Regions from separate parts of the Mus musculus genome. Here region 1 is linked to region 2. The links are chromatin contacts, called in public HiChIP or PLAC-seq maps. All regions are on one chromosome and are shown on one strand. Each heading gives the region's core, a stretch centred on a gene start, on an enhancer-like site or on the middle of the called end of the contact. The rest is flanking DNA. Distances are from core to core; before and after follow the strand shown. Region 1 overlaps Gm30453 (a long non-coding RNA gene). Region 2 overlaps Pdik1l (PDLIM1 interacting kinase 1 like).

Evidence for each region. HiChIP or PLAC-seq counts read pairs in DNA pulled down with a chosen protein or histone mark.
Region 1: a contact with region 2 is called in an H3K27ac HiChIP or PLAC-seq map of embryonic stem cells, with 5 read pairs. The contact joins two enhancer-like sites. A contact is called at or near these places in 6 of 39 promoter capture datasets (the 3T3-L1 cell line, embryonic stem cells, hematopoietic stem and progenitor cells and 2 more) and 2 of 115 datasets of contacts at active chromatin or transcription factors (both in embryonic stem cells).

The regions. Positions count from the first base shown.
Region 1 is chr4:134,433,711-134,437,861 of GRCm38.p6, forward strand. Gm30453 (a long non-coding RNA gene) reads right to left here. Exons shown (of 3, transcript XR_390824.3): 3 at 8-772. Among named protein-coding and RNA genes, the nearest start is that of Gm30453, 12 kb to the right of the region's middle. Within about 2 kb of position 2,676, at least 26 of the 459 cell types and tissues checked have an H3K27ac peak or open chromatin away from gene starts, as enhancers often do. A contact at or near this core is called in embryonic stem cells, where this site is marked.
Region 2 is chr4:134,271,920-134,276,074 of GRCm38.p6, forward strand. It overlaps Pdik1l (PDLIM1 interacting kinase 1 like), which reads right to left. Exons shown (of 3, transcript NM_001163794.1): 3 at 3,083-4,155. Among named protein-coding and RNA genes, the nearest start is that of Pdik1l, 13 kb to the right of the region's middle. Within about 2 kb of position 1,577, at least 179 of the 459 cell types and tissues checked have an H3K27ac peak or open chromatin away from gene starts, as enhancers often do. A contact at or near this core is called in embryonic stem cells, where this site is marked.

The DNA of each region.
Region 1 (4,151 bases), core at 1,426-3,925, 160 kb after region 2:
TTTTCAAATGTTATTTTACATTATTGTTATGCATGTGTTATGTGTGTACATCCGAGATGGTATGACTGCCACGGGCAAGCAAGTGCCCACAGAGGCCAGAAACAGGCACCTGATTCCCTGGAGCTGGAGGTACAAGAGGTAACGAATCACCCAGCATGGGTGCCCGGAAATGGAACGGGAGTCTTCTGAAATAACAGCACACGCTCTTAACTGCCGAGCCATCTCTCCAGTGCTTTGACATCTTTTGGTTTTTTAAATTTATTTCATGGGACGGTGACTTGTGGAGGTCAGAGGACAAGTTCCCTGGCAGTTGGTTCTCTCTCTTCATCGTGCCGGTTTCAGGGAGGAAATTTAAGTCGTTAGTCTCAGTGGCAAACTCCCCTACTCATCGAGCATCAAGTAGGCCTCAACTGTCACCCCCAGCACAGCACACATTGCACACATTGCAGAGATGGGTCCTCCATGGCTTTGGTGAACAAGATCATGGCGACAGCACTAGGTCCTGGTGGGAGCATCTTGGGGTCTGGCCACCACCACCACAGTATTGAAGATCAGCAGAGTGTTGTAGCAGAGGAGGCAGAAGAGATAACAAGTAAAAGCACACGAGTGTCGTCCGAAAGGCATGGCCTCTTCAGGATGCCGTGGCTGGTGTGGAGAAACAGATGAACATCAGTCGTGCAGGAGACTTCTTAAGGAGCTGGAGATGCTCTGCTGCTGTAGCCAGGGCCTCCACCCACAGGCCAGTGTCCTCACTGCCAGTCAGAACCGGGATCTGGACACCAGAAAAAGAGATAGAGAGAGAGAGAGAGCAGAGGAAGGAGAGACAGAGACAGGGCAGAGAGACAGAGAGTCAGAGACAGAGAGACAGAGGGAGGCAAAGCATATCAATTGTCTTTCCACAGGTACCATCTAAACATCTACCCTTCCTTCTTTCCTCCCTCCCTCCCTCCCTCCCTCCCTCCCTCCCTCCCTCCCTTCCTTCCTTCCTTCCTTCCTTCCTTCCTTCCTTCCTTTCTTCCCTTCCCTACTTCCTTTTTTCTTTTCTCCCTCCTCCTTCCCTTTCTATTTCCTCTCTCTCTCTCTCTCTCTCTCTCTCTCTCTCTCTCTCTCTCTCTCTCTCTCTCTGAGATAAGGTTCCTCACCAGCCTGAGACCTGACAAGTAGGCTAGTCTGACCGGTCAGGGAGCCCAAGGACCTGCTGGCCTCTACCCCCAGAGCTAGGATTATGAGATGCGACCTCTTAGCCTCCTGCCTCTGCTGCTGTACCTGCAGCTCGCTGCCGTGCCTCTGACTTACCAAGATGGTCCCTCTGGACCTTAAGCCAAAACAAACCGCCTTTTCCTTACGTTGGTTATGGTGTTTTGTAACAGCAGCAACAGCAATGTAATTAACAATCATGGGGTTTCTATGTGGCTCTGCTTGTTCAGGACTCATGCATTCACAGGGTACCTGCAACAGGCTCTGAGCAGAGGGTTGGGGCTAAGCAGGGGCACTGCCAGGCCTGGGTATTTCTCTAATATTTACAAATTATTTTTGTATGTATGCAGATGCACATATTTTTAAGGATTTTAAAAATGTAAGCAGTGCGGGGTGTGTGTGTGTGTGTGTGTGTGTGTGTGTGTGTGTGTGTGTGTAGTGGCCAGAAGACAATGTCACGTCGAGTTTTGGTTTTAGCTGGGGTCTCTCAGTGGCTTAGAACTGGCCAAGTAGGCTAGGCTGGATGGCAGTGAGTCCCAGATCTGCCTGTCTCCACCTCCTCAGCACTGGAATTAAAAGTCTGCCGCCACACCTACCTTTACTTATTTAAAACATGGTTTCTGAGATTAAACTCCTGTCTCCATACTTTTGTTTGCTTGTTTGTTTGTTTTTTGAGATAGGGTTCCCCTGTGTAGCCTTGGCTGTCCTGGAACTCACTCTCTAGACCAGGCTGGCCGCAAACTCAGAAATTTGCCTGCCTCTGCCTCCCAAGTGCTGGGATTAAAGGCGTGTGCCACCACCGCCCACCTTCATGTCCCCATACTTAAAAAGCAAAAGCTGTAGTAATTGAGCTATCTTACTAGCCCAGGCTGTCCACTCCCCAAACCTTTTTTTTTCCCGAGGCAGGGTCAGTCTCTTATAGCCCAGGCTATCTTCAGACTATGTTGCTGAGGCTGGCTACTCCAGATCCTCTTGCCTTCAACCTCCCACCTGCTGTGATTAAAAATGTCTGCCACCACTACCAGCATCATATACATTTATTTGTATACATTGTTTGTCTCTCACACACACACAAACACACACACAAAGACGTATAAAATAACCCCAAAGACATACATATGCATATACACATATGCACACCACACACACACACACACACACACACACACACACACACACACACACAAGTTTTTGGATGGGGAAATTGGAGATTAGAGAAATTAGAGGCCATACTGCTTTTCATTCGTTTCCTTGGACAGTCAGGACCAGAGCCAGATCCCAGACACCTTGGACTTACATTGTCACCCTGCCACCTGTTTCCCTACTCACTGGAGACCTGGCCCTTCCTGGCTTTCCTCTGGGCAGAGTGGTTCTGATCTCCCACTTTGTCTCTGACATCGACTCTCTCAGCCTTGCATCATCCTGAAGTCCCTCATCAATTCAGCATAATTGGAGCCTCGCCCCTCGGGCCTCCTGGGAAGGGGAAGCAGACAGTGACTAATGTTGTGGAGACCCGGCCTCATCTCCCGGCGCCTGTGCCTCTCTGTGGGCTGATGCTGGGTGCAGTCACATGGGGATCTATCTGCTGTGTCCTCTCTCCTACCTGGAAAGCTGTCTGACTTCACTGAATCAATCTGGCAGAACTTAAAGGGAATATAGTGTTCACTCGATAATCCTGACCCGGTTTTATAAAAATAATTAATTTATTATTAATTATTAACAATCAATAATTGATTAATTAATAAGGAATCCAGGCTGGGGAGGTACCTCGGGGATTAAAGCGCTTGCTGCAGAAGCCTGTGGCCTGGAGTTCAAAGCCCCAGAAACTTAAATGTTGGGGAGTTGTGGCAACTGCCTGCAATTCTAGCCTTTGAAGGCAGAGATGTGGGATCCTTTGATCTAGCTGCCTAGCAAGACTGTATCAGTGAGCTCTGGGTTTGATTGAGAGAGCCTGCCTCAATGAAGAGCTGTCCAGGATAAGCCCTGGCTTTGATCTTGAGCCTCCACGTTTGCACATATGTGCACCCTCACGCATGCAAAAGCATACCCGTGTACACATGAGGAGGAACTAGAAAGAAGAAAAAGAATGAAAGGCTTAGTCACGAAGGTTCCGCAGCGCAGCTGTGGACGAAAGCCCTGATGCCCCGCACCCGGACGGTGCTAAGCGGAAGGCCTCAAGGATAGGCAAGTGAACTAAATAATGTTCACGGTTTGGGAAAGAGTCACACCCAGCACAAATGGGATAGCTGACGGAAAACGGGGACACTGTGCTCAATAAGCAGAGACCATGTCCCAAAGCACTGGGGTCAGAGGAGCGATCAGCCCGCGATCCCCACTTGCTAGCTATGTGCTCTTAGAAAACTTCCTTCAGGCCTAATGCGGAGCTGAGGGCAGAAATCCAAGGTGATCCTTGGCTTCATAGAGTCCATCATGGTAGGGAAAGCATGGTAGGGGGGTGGTGCTCCAGCATGGCTCCTTCACCCCTCCCTGGAGGGTCTGGAAGTAGGAGAGAGCTTGGGCCTGACTTGGTAGTAGGTGTCATGTGCAAAGGCCCTCCCCAGGGATCCACTTCCACCAGCTAGGCCAGACATCCAGAAGTTCCCACAACTCCTCTAAACATCGAAGACTAGGAACCCAAGTAGCTAGGAACCAAGCCTTCAAACACAGGAGACTGCAGGAGGACACTTTACATTCAAGCCATAACAGTGAATAAAGTGTGTTTGGTTCACATGGAAGGGCGGCTGTGTTGCGTTTTCCTTAGAGCACAGGGGCTCCCATCCCAGAGTGGAATGTATGATTATGGACTGTGGATAGATGAGGGTGGGCTGTCAGTTCTCAGCTGGGTTCCTTTTGGGATCCCCGTATGCACAAAATTCAAGGAATAGAAGATGGTGTTAGGGGTCTGCTAGTCACAACAAAATAGAGAATCTAGTCTAAGCAGAAAGTGGACTTAT
Region 2 (4,155 bases), core at 327-2,826:
GACTAAAGGTATGCGCCACCACCGTCCACCTTTGCTTTCAATTTTGAGACAGGATCTCACTATGTAGCTCTGGCTTACCTGGAACTCACTATGTAGACCAGGCTAGCCTCAAAGTTACACACAACCTCGCCCTCCCCCTCCTGAGTTCTGATAAATTAAAGGCATGCTCCACCACGCCTGACTTGGTTTGCTTTGTGTGTGTATGATTTGGGGGAAGGAAGCCATGGCTTCGGCATGCTAACATGTGTTCCGCCACTGAGCCAGAGTCCCGGCCTCATGTGTGTTATCTAAGGGATATGGCTCAGTTGGTAGAGTGTTTGACTCGCAGGCAGGAGGCCTTGGGTTCAGTCTTCAGCAACGCACAAATGAGATGTGGTGGTGCACACCTATAACCCATGCCCTTGGAAGGTAGAGGCAGGAGAATCAGGAATTCAAGGTTATTTTCAGATACCTAGTTTGAAGTCAGTCTAGAGTAAAAAAAACCCTCTCTCAAAAAAGAATTTTTTTTTCAAATTGAAGTACAATAATATATCTGAAGTATAAAAATTGTATGTGTTAAAATCAGGAGCACTTGCCTTGCACCTGTGAGGACCAGGGAGTGATGCCTAGAACTGAAAAGTCACCTGCAGTTTGCTGAGTTGACACAATGTCACCTAAGGCAAAAACCAAAATCATGTGGGTTCACTAGAATCCCTGGGTGCATGGCCTCTTTAAGTTAGGCGTGCTAGCAGAGGCATGCTGGGCACCCCAACACAGGATCCCTCAACTTAGGGTCCATGACAATGGACTCCTGATATTTGTACTCCCTTGACATTATAGGCAAACATTTTCCTGAGGAAAGCAGGCAGTGCCTTCACCAGATTCTGCCAAGGTGGGGACAATCAAAGCTATATCTGGAGAGGGCTCAGTGATTCTTTCCTTCCTCCTCTCACGGGAATCCTTGCGGTGTGTTTTGATGACGTCGTTGTTCTTGTTTTATGGGAAAGGGTCACACTATGCAGCCCTGGCTGACCAGAACTCTGCTCTCTTAGAAACTTCAAAGACACGAGCAAAGATGACGAACTCGACATGCAATGAGATGTAATTATCGTTTTCATTTGGCAGCTATGGGAACTGAGGCTCAAATGAATGGATGACCATTTATGGAAGGACACATTTTACTTAGGTGGCTATTTGCAAAAGTTACTCTTCCATACCGGATCTTTCGCGTGCTAGACCACAACAGCTTCAGTAATACCAAATTGCTTAACTTCGGCTCAAAACAGGTTAAGCTTGAAATACCAGGTTGAACAGGAGAAGAAAATTTCAAAGCCCAGGGCTACTCCCTCCCCTCCCCTCCCCTCCTCTCCCCTCCCCTCCCCTCCCCTCCCTTCCCTCCTCTTCTTCTTTCTCTCTCTCTCTCTCTCCTTTCTCTCTCTCTCTCGTTCTTCTTTCTCTCTCTCTCCTTCTTCTTTCTCTTTCTCTCTCTCTCTCAAGCAATTCACTTCTAACCAATGGAAACTCTTTGCCTAGGTGGAAGTACCACCTTTAAAAAACGCGTTTCACCTTCTAGAGGTGTGGCCTCTGTAGGCTTTTTCAGACCGGAGTTACTTTCTACCCACAAACCGTCGTTTCGCGGAGCACTTTAGAAATCGTCTGATTGGCTGATCAAGACAGCAACATTTGAATTTAAAGGAAGGCCAAAACAAGGCCGGCTCCTTCCGCTGGAAAGATAAAGTTTTGCCGTGAGAGGACCGCCAACTGGAGGCAGAGATTAGGTGGTGTCATGGTCCTGGGGTGAGACCGACATCACCTGCTGTTTCTACCTTCAGTTCTAAACCAGGAATCAGCTCCTACTTCCAGTAAAAGATATGAAAAGAATGAACAGCATATGGTGGTGCTTTGTAAACTGCAAAAGTGTTGATAGCTGCAAATTTATCAGTAGAAATTGAATTCTAATTTTCCTCCTATCCTGAGATAGGAGTCTCTGAGTAGCCCTGGCTGTCCTGGAACTCACTCTGTAGACCAGGCTGGCCTTGAACTCAGAGATCTGCCTGCCTCTCCTCGGGCTTAAAATTGAATTTTAAAAAAGATAATCAGGTGCAAAATCTGTTTTCAGAGGCTCTAGCTGCTGTAGGAGGCAGGCCAGGGGCTTGCTTCCTGTCCCTCAGCTTTTCCACTGCTACTCAGGAGATTGTATGCTGAGGCAACCATACATTTTACAAAAGAAACTGGGCTGGCAATGGCAATTTTTCCCCCTGAGGTTTCTCCTTGATGTCTGGCCTAGAACTCAGTATGTAGAGCTGGTCAGCTCAAAATTCTCAGTTGCCTGGCCTGGCTCCCAAGTGCTGGAATCAAAGGCATGGGCCACCATGCTCAGCTAAACCCTACTTCTTTACAAGTCATTGCCTCATGTTATCAATTGAAATTGCATCCACTTAGTACATTTAATAGAAATAGGATAAATGGAAAAAAGAATCTGTGGGTTAGAGAGATGGTTCAGTGGTTAAGACCTCTTGGAGGACCTTCGGTTCAATTCTGAAGCATCTACAAGGAGGTTCACATGGAACTCCAGTTGCAGCGGAATCTGAAACCTTATCCAGCCTCCTTGGGCACTGCATGCACAGTGGGCAGACATATGTAAGTAAGACATTCACACACAGAAAATACCTATTTTAAAACAAGAGTCTTTTTGTTTTTGTTTTTTGTTTCTTGTTTTTTGTTTTTTCGAGACAGGGTTTCTCTGTGTAGCCCTGGCTGTCCTGGAACTCACTCCGTAGACCAGGCTGGCCTCGAACTCAGAAATTCGCCTGCCTCTGCCTCCCAAGTGCTGGGATTAAAGGCATGCGCCACCATGCCCTGCGAAACAAGAATCTTAAACAATACATACTTCTCTTAAAAAGCAAAAATAGCCAGATAGCATTACGGTTGCGGAGAACTTGAAATGATATACAGTCTTGTAATCCAATCACGGTCCTTGGCAACCGCTTCTAGGAGAGAATTTTTTACTCCACAAGTGTAAATACTTTTCCAGGATGTAGGTCACTTCACACTCATCACTTAGAGAACTGTACAACTCAAAGTAGCAAGAGAACTTTCAAGGTTTTTTGTTGAAATTCACTTTATTAAAAAAAAAAAAACCAAAAACCTCATGAACAATAAATTACAATACTTTCCCCCTTTATAAATTCTTCATAAAATATATTTGACAATTTTAAAAGAAAAGTTTTAAAGTTGCCTTCTTTTCTGATGTGCTGATGACATCTTTTTTTTTTTTTTTTTGACTATTTTGTCATGCTGGTGAATTATTTTGTAGCTGCTACAATAGTTTGATTGGTAACATTTTACAATTAAAAACAAAAACCCAGACCTGCAGAAAGAACTATTCTGTGCTATTTTTCTGACACTTAACACTTACTTCATCAGAATGACAAAGTATCCCTTAGCACCAAGAATCTACAGAACCCCATGTTTCTAAGTGACAACAGGTGCAAATTAATAGCCTAGGAACTAACTGTACAACCCTACAGTGACTGGACACAGCTGCCTATAAGCTTTAGTGGAAATATTTGGTCTTTTTTTTTTTCAATTAAGACAAATTTCATAAAACACTAGAAACCATGGCAACAGACTATGAGGGATAACTGTTTATTGAGTACCTATTATGGGCAAGGCACTGTGCACAATTTCTTGATTGCATTTTTTCCTTTAGCAATTATCCAAAATTCCCAAGTATCACTCGTCTTTTATGTCTTATATGCGTCTGAAGAAAGTGCATGACTAAATGCCATTTTTAAAAAATGGTTTGTCTTTATTCTTTAAATTGTGTGTGTGTGTATGTGCATGAGTGTGCATGCGCAAGTGCACATGGAAGCAAGAGGGTATTAGGTCCCTGGGAGCTGGAGTTAGGTGGCTGTGAGCCACTCAACATGGGTGCTGGGAACTGAGTTCCAGTTCTGTGCAAGAGCATTAAGTCCTCTTAATGGTAGAATCCTCTCTCCAGCCCCTACAACTGCAAATCTTAAATGGTTGTCGTATCAACTAAACTTAAGTGCTGAGCACACAGTAGGTACTTAATAAATACCCCTGACTGAACGAACAAAGACAAATCCCTGTCCTTTTGTTGATATCACAAGCTATTTCAGAAGACAAGGACTTAATGTTCTGGAAGAAATT